Regions from separate parts of the Sus scrofa genome. Here region 2 is linked to region 1. Evidence: chromatin contacts called from public Hi-C data. All regions are on one chromosome and are shown on one strand. The core of a region is the stretch at or near the end of the contact, and the rest is flanking DNA. Distances in the headings are between cores, read along the strand shown.

Region 1 (3,155 bases), core at 27-2,526:
AAACCCCTCCCCTTCCCACTTACTCCTCCTGGTGGTTGGTTCGCGAAAGTCGTCGGCCAGGCCCAGGCCTAGAGGCGACGCCGCGGGGAGGGCTGGGGGCCGGGGCCGAGAGGACCGAGGTGGCCCCGGTTCCGGCCCATTCTGGCTCCCACTGCGTCTGGGGCCGCTCTCAACACCACCTCCACCATGGGTCCTCAAAGGTCCTCCTGGGGGCCAAGCGTGGACAGGAGGCAAGGGTACCAACCGCTTGAGCGTCTCATCACAAAAAAGAGAAAAACAGAGTAAAACTTACCAAGTTGTTTGCCGTTGGGACTAAAGTCCACGGAAGTGATCGCGGCTTTATGGCCTTTAAAATAACGCTCCAGAACGGGGTCCTCCTGGGAAGGGAAGTTGGCAGATTTTGAAAGCAGGTGCAGACCTTGCCTTGGGGAGGGTCGGGGATCAACGCTGTCCCCTCCCCCGCGGGCCGGCCCGGGCCCGGCCACATCTGCGGCGGGGGTGCGGAGCAGGAGCGCCCCGCGCGGCCCCACGAGGCTACCCCAACGCGGGTGGGCCGAGCTCCAGCTTCCGCGCAGAACCGGCGAAATCCTCCGCTCGCGCTCCCAGGACCGAGCGCGCGCTGGAGACCACCCGGGCAGCGCCGCGGGAATGCACGTTCCGGGGCCCCTCCCGCCGGCACGCAGCCGCAGGTGCGAGGCGGGGCCCGGGCTTCGGTGCTTTAGAAAAACCTCCCAGGTGATTCTGACGCAGGCGCTCCACGGAAACCCTCAGAGAATTCTGGGGGCCGTGGGGCTGCCCGGGCCGTCTGAGCGCCGGGACTCGGGGGGGAGCGCCCGGGAGTCCGGCCAGGGCTCTGCGCGCCGGGTGCGCCAGCGGCGGAGGTTGAGTCGCGGGCGCCCTGGAGCCGGGGGCAAGAGGCTAGCGGCTCGGGAGCCGGCGGAGGACACCTGCCTCCATCTCCCGCCAGGTGCGGGCGCGGTCCTGACCCGGCCCCCCAGCCCGCAGGACCGGCTCCGGGGAGGTGCACCCCAGCCCGTCCTTACCGGGGCGGAGGCCATGGGGGGAGTGGTCGGTTCCCGGCTCCGGCCCGCGGGGGGAACCGGGGGAAGGGAGGGGATGGGGTGGGAAGGGGGACCGTGCGGCGCCCGGAACCGTCTGCCTCGAGCGGCAGCGCCTCCCGGTCACTACAACAACGGCGGCCCAGTCAAACCCCGCGCTCCAGGCTTGGCCAGTCGAGCTCCGAGGCTCCGCCGGCGCGGTAGAGTTGGGCCTCCGCCAGCGGGCAGGCGGGACGCCCCGCCCCTTTCCCCCCGCCCCGGGGGAGGGGGGTGTCAGGTGCCCCCACACTACAAAGCCAACGTTCACTAACACCTGCGCTCCCCGCGGCTGGACGCTGGAAGGAGAGTAGTAACTGGGATGGAAAGGAAACCCAAGGGTGGGAAAGAGGAATGAGCCTGTGATCGATGCAATCAGCGTTCTATTACAAGTTAAAGAGACAGCGCGCGCGAATTTCAGCTTGTTAGGACGCGGGAGGGAGTTTGATCCTAAATGGGCCAGCTTGCTATTTATTAGTATAGGCAAAGGAACTAAAACTTTGAAGGATAGATTTGAATTTACTTCATCATTACTTTTCACACAATGTCTGGCATAATATAAATGTAAATGCTGCGATAAACGTGAATGAATGAATGAATGTTCTTACACCTAATATTTTTCTGCTGTGTGTTTCTATCCCAATCTGCTCCTTTGCGCGTGTGCTTTAGAGCAGTAAATTGAAACAGGAGCATATTTAAAGCCTTTAGGAAGACTGAGAATCATTTTTTGTTTTGTTTAAATTATTGTAACTATAGTAACTATAACCATTTCACATAGTAACCACAGCTATCTCTACAGTAGGCTTTCTTACACATAGTATCATTTGAGCGTCAGCGACACCACGAATTGAGAGTTACAAAATGTAACCGACGTTTACAACTTATAAACTAGATGATTAAATATTTTCTTAAATGTTTTTACATAGAATTGTCAAAGATCACACAAAGGCAGCACTTCTAGTTCCAAATCCATATCCTTTTCTACCCTGCCTGAAAGCGTGACGGACTCAGCTGAAAACTACATTAAAAGATTCTTGGCAGCTTGAGACCATGTAATAGACCGCAGCTGGTAAGATAGCGCTCTATGCAAATGAAAGATGTAATACACACTAGAATTACAGGATCTCTATTTTTCCAGTGACAGGATTATTTTCAGTGAATACCGTATACACCAATTAAGCAAACAGGAAATAGCTTTAGACTACAGTATTAGTTTAAGTATACGTAAGTTGAATATCTCCTGTATATTTGGCCCTGAGAAATACATGAATATGGGGTGGGATCAAGAGCCCTGCAGATGCAATAAGCCCCTTAGGTGATTGTCATGAGAATCTCAGCTGTGTACAATGAGAAACATCGCTCTAGTCTAGGCGACGTGTCCTCTGTCAGTTAAAATATTTAAACCTTTTCTCCAATTATCAAAAAAAAAAAAAATGTTTTCAGCTGAAGAGAAGAAAAAAGAATTACATAGTGCCCTGTCACCTGAAAATTGACTTTTAAAAAACTTATCACCTGCTATGATATGCTCACCACACAGGTACCCTTCTAAGTAGTTTTTTTTTTTTTTTCTTTTTTATGGCCACACCTGCAGCCTATGCAAGTTCCAGGGCCAGGAATTGAATCTGAGCCTCAGTTGTGGCAATGCCAGATCTTTCAACGCACTGCACTGGACCAGGGGTGGAATCCACACCTCCACAGCGACCTGAGCTGCTGCAGTTGGATTTTTTTTTTTTTTTTTTTTTTTGCCACACCAGGCTAGGGGTCAAATCAGAGCTATAGCCCCTGGCCTATACCACAGCCACCACAATGCCAGATCTGAGTCTACGATCAATCTACACCACAGCTCACAGCTGAGCAAGGCCAGGGATCAAACCTGCGTCCTAATGGATGCTAATCAGATTCATTTCCACTGAGCCATGACGGGAACTCCCATGTTGTTGGATTCTTAACCCCCTACCCACTGCACCACTGGGAGGTGGATTCAGGGAGTGGGGAGCCATGATGGGAACTCCTCTCCTAAGAATTTTAGTAGAGAAATAATATTATCTTTTCTTCTTCCAG
Region 2 (3,199 bases), core at 186-2,685, 490 kb before region 1:
GAGACAGACAGAAAGAAAGAGAAGGAAGGAAGAAGGAAAGAGAGGAAGGAAGAAAGGGTAGAAAGAAAAGAATGAGGAAAATAAGGGAAAGAAAGACGAGTTAGCATAGTATTCTCTCAGATAAGGAGAATTCACATTAATATGTGTGTAGCATCATGATTGCAATAAATTACAACAGCGGTCATTTAGGGCTGGTAGAGCTACCGCCCAGGCACAGCACATATGTACAGCATCTTCGTTTCTTCCTTACTCTCCCTTTCCCTGCCTTCCTTACCTTACCCCCAGGGTCTATTTGCATGTGTTGATGTCCTTGGGAATATCAAACAGGAAATTTTTGGCACATCAAGGTATAGCCGTTTTAAAAGTCACCTCCACTCAACTTCATAGGCAGGAGATGTGAACAAATGGGAGCCAGATCGGAAGAGGAAGAACTGAAAAGGCAAATGAGGTGACTGCCGCTGACCAATTTACTTGTGGGCTCATGAGAGACACCCATGTGGGGTGCTCAGAAATACTGAGAACTCTGAGTGGCCCTAACCTAACACAAGCGATCTTGAAATATTTAAGAAAGGTTTGAAATAATGTAATTCTGGTTTTAAAAGGAAAAGTAAACTTTTGTAGCCACAGGTTCATGATCAATCCTTCCAGTTGAATTATTGGTAAAAATAATATCTCTAGTGTTTTCTAGGTTTCTGCTCTTACCATTTTTAGCCTTATTCTGCTAAAGTTGCCTAATTACTATGAACAGTTTTCTTGTTACACCTAAAGATGTCCAGGAGGTCAGGCCATAGACTGTATTCCTGCATATCACCTAAGGTTTGCAAAACTTTCTAAACCCCACTCAACCAGACCCTGCAAATCTATATGCTTCTATCTTACACTTTCACATTTTATTTTTTTTCCATTTTTTTTAATTACTCAAATGAATTGATCACATCTGTAGTTGTATAATGATCATAACAATCTCATTTCACAGGATTTCCATCCCACAGCCCAGGCACATTCCCCCTACCCCCCAACCTGTCTCCTCCGGAGACCATAAGTTTTTCAATGTCTGTGAGTCAGCATCTGTTCTGCAAAGAAGTTCCGTCTGTCCTTTTTTCAGATTCCACATGTCTGTGAAAGCATTTGATGTTGGTGTCTCTCACATTTTAAATAACCCTCCTCTCAAACTCCACCTCAGAACTTCTTTATCAGTCAGGTTTAATCCATATGAGACCTAAGTGTTTGGCTTCCTGAGTTCCCCTCACCCTGCCTCAGGCATGAATGATGACAGGTTTACCTAAACAAACTCGGTAACTATAACTCTCTTACACAATCAGACCAAACCAAACTGCATCATGATACATTGAGCTCTGACTTACATTGGGAAAGACAGAGTCCAGGAGGCTGAAACAGAAAGAATAATAACAGAAGGAGGAGGAGCACATCAAAAATGAACGTTAATGTTCCAAATTGCAAGTTGGTCTGGCAGTTCCCTTCTGTCTCTGGAGACCAAGCACAGTCACTTAATTCCTCAATTGTTTCCTCAAGTCTGGCCCCGAGTTGCCTTTAGAAGTGAATTGGCTCCATGGCAACCAGCAAAACAAACCCTGAGGAAGATTTTACAAAGCTAGACCCAAGAGAAGCTGTGCCAAGTAAACATTAGATATTTGCAGAAGGATTTCATTCTGGCCCATGGTGGTTTCCTGTGTGCATGTTGCAGGGACAATGTCCTCTATAAGTCTTCAAATAACCTCACTTATATTTCTTTACAGAAAGGCCTTAAGTCTCATGGGCTCAAAACGTTGTTCTATAGAACATTAACATCTATGGAAAGATGTTAACATACAGTCCATGGAAAAAAAGATCCTGTGATAAAAGATCTTGAGAAATGCTACCGGATAGGTAGGCAGCTATCTTTGAAATCCACAATACACCTTTGCCCACTAGAGGATCTGAAAAAAAATAAATAAATAAAACTAATCTTTCAGGAAAAAACCTTATAAAACTTTTTACATTGCTCTCTATATTATTAATTGCATCAAAGTACTTTCAATTTCAAGGGAACATATTTTGGAAAAAAACTTCCTCAAGATATTATATTAGTTTCCTGGTGCTGCTTATCACAAATTGAATGACTTAAAACAATAGATGTCTATTCTTTCACAGTTCTAGAGGCCAAAAGTCCAAAATGAAGGTGTCTGCAGGGCCACACTCCCTTCTAGGGAGCTTACCTTTGCCAGCCTCTAAGATGAATCCGGATGCACTTGGCTTATGGATGCATCTCTTCAATTGCTGCCTCTTTTCTTTATATCCCTCTTCACTTATCAGAACATATGTGATTGCATCCAGGGCACTCCCTGACAATCCTGGGTAAGCTAAGCTCCTCCTGTCAAGATTCATGCAGGTTAATGTTAACTCTTGCCATGTAAGATAATGTTCAAATGTCTTGGGGATTAAGTCGTGGATTTATCTTTGGGGAGGGATCACCATTCGAGCCATTACAGAAGTTACTGATAGATGCTGATAAATATAAAATTTTTATCTTTAACTCAGTTCTACTCAGCAATTCTCTAATGATGGAATAATATTATGTATAGTGATAATAAATCTCCCAGCACTTATCACACGATGCATAGTATTATTCCATTGTTTATCTGTCTACTCCACCAGCTTGTGAATTGAATAAGGATGGTAACCAGGACTTGAATCATTTTATGATCGGACCTAGGACAGTGCCTGGCATGTACTAAAACCTCATTAGACAAGTAGAATTGAGATGAATTGAGTGTGTGCATTATAGTCAGAGCAGAAGTGAGGAAGTGATTAGCTCTTTCTGGGGAAGTAAGGACGGCTTCTCAGAGGAGGAGATTTTTTGGCTGAGATTTGAAGGATGAGATGTAATTTGCTAGCCAGAGCAGGAAGGGAATTCCGGGTGGAGGGAAAACCCTGGTCACACATACAGAAGTGCGAAAAAGCATAATGATTTAGCAAACTGAAAAAATGCATGTAAAGCTGTTGGAACAGAACCTGATACTTAGTAGGGTGACTGTTTCTCCTGGAGTGAGGAGGGTGGATTCAGGAGATGAGGCTGCCATGAACATAGGGTTGCATGTATCTTTTTGAATTATAGATCTGTCCAGATATATACCCAGGAATGGGATTGCTAGATCATATGGAAGTTCTATATTTAATTTTCTAAGGAGCCTCCATACTG

The links. A called contact is a pair of places that touch in the nucleus more often than the background predicts.
Region 2: a Hi-C map of liver shows a contact between it and region 1, with 2.9 times the contacts expected there. The contact joins the enhancer-like site here to the promoter of POC1B in region 1. A contact is called at or near these places in 9 of 47 Hi-C or Micro-C datasets (alveolar macrophages, embryonic fibroblasts, heart right ventricle and 4 more) and 2 of 2 datasets of contacts at active chromatin or transcription factors (alveolar macrophages and skeletal muscle).

The regions. Positions count from the first base shown.
Region 1 is chr5:93,130,139-93,133,293 of Sscrofa11.1, reverse strand. POC1B (POC1 centriolar protein homolog B) reads right to left here and starts at 1,276. Exons shown (of 12, transcript XM_021092774.1): 1 at 1,044-1,276; 2 at 293-377. The coding sequence starts at 1,058. GALNT4 (polypeptide N-acetylgalactosaminyltransferase 4) reads right to left here and starts at 286. Exons shown (of 1, transcript XM_003360733.5): 1 at 1-286.
Region 2 is chr5:93,619,472-93,622,670 of Sscrofa11.1, reverse strand. No RefSeq gene overlaps it. Among named protein-coding and RNA genes, the nearest start is that of DUSP6, 320 kb to the right of the region's middle. Within about 2 kb of position 1,435, at least 18 of the 83 cell types and tissues checked have an H3K27ac peak or open chromatin away from gene starts, as enhancers often do. A contact at or near this core is called in embryonic fibroblasts, liver and retroperitoneal adipose tissue, where this site is marked.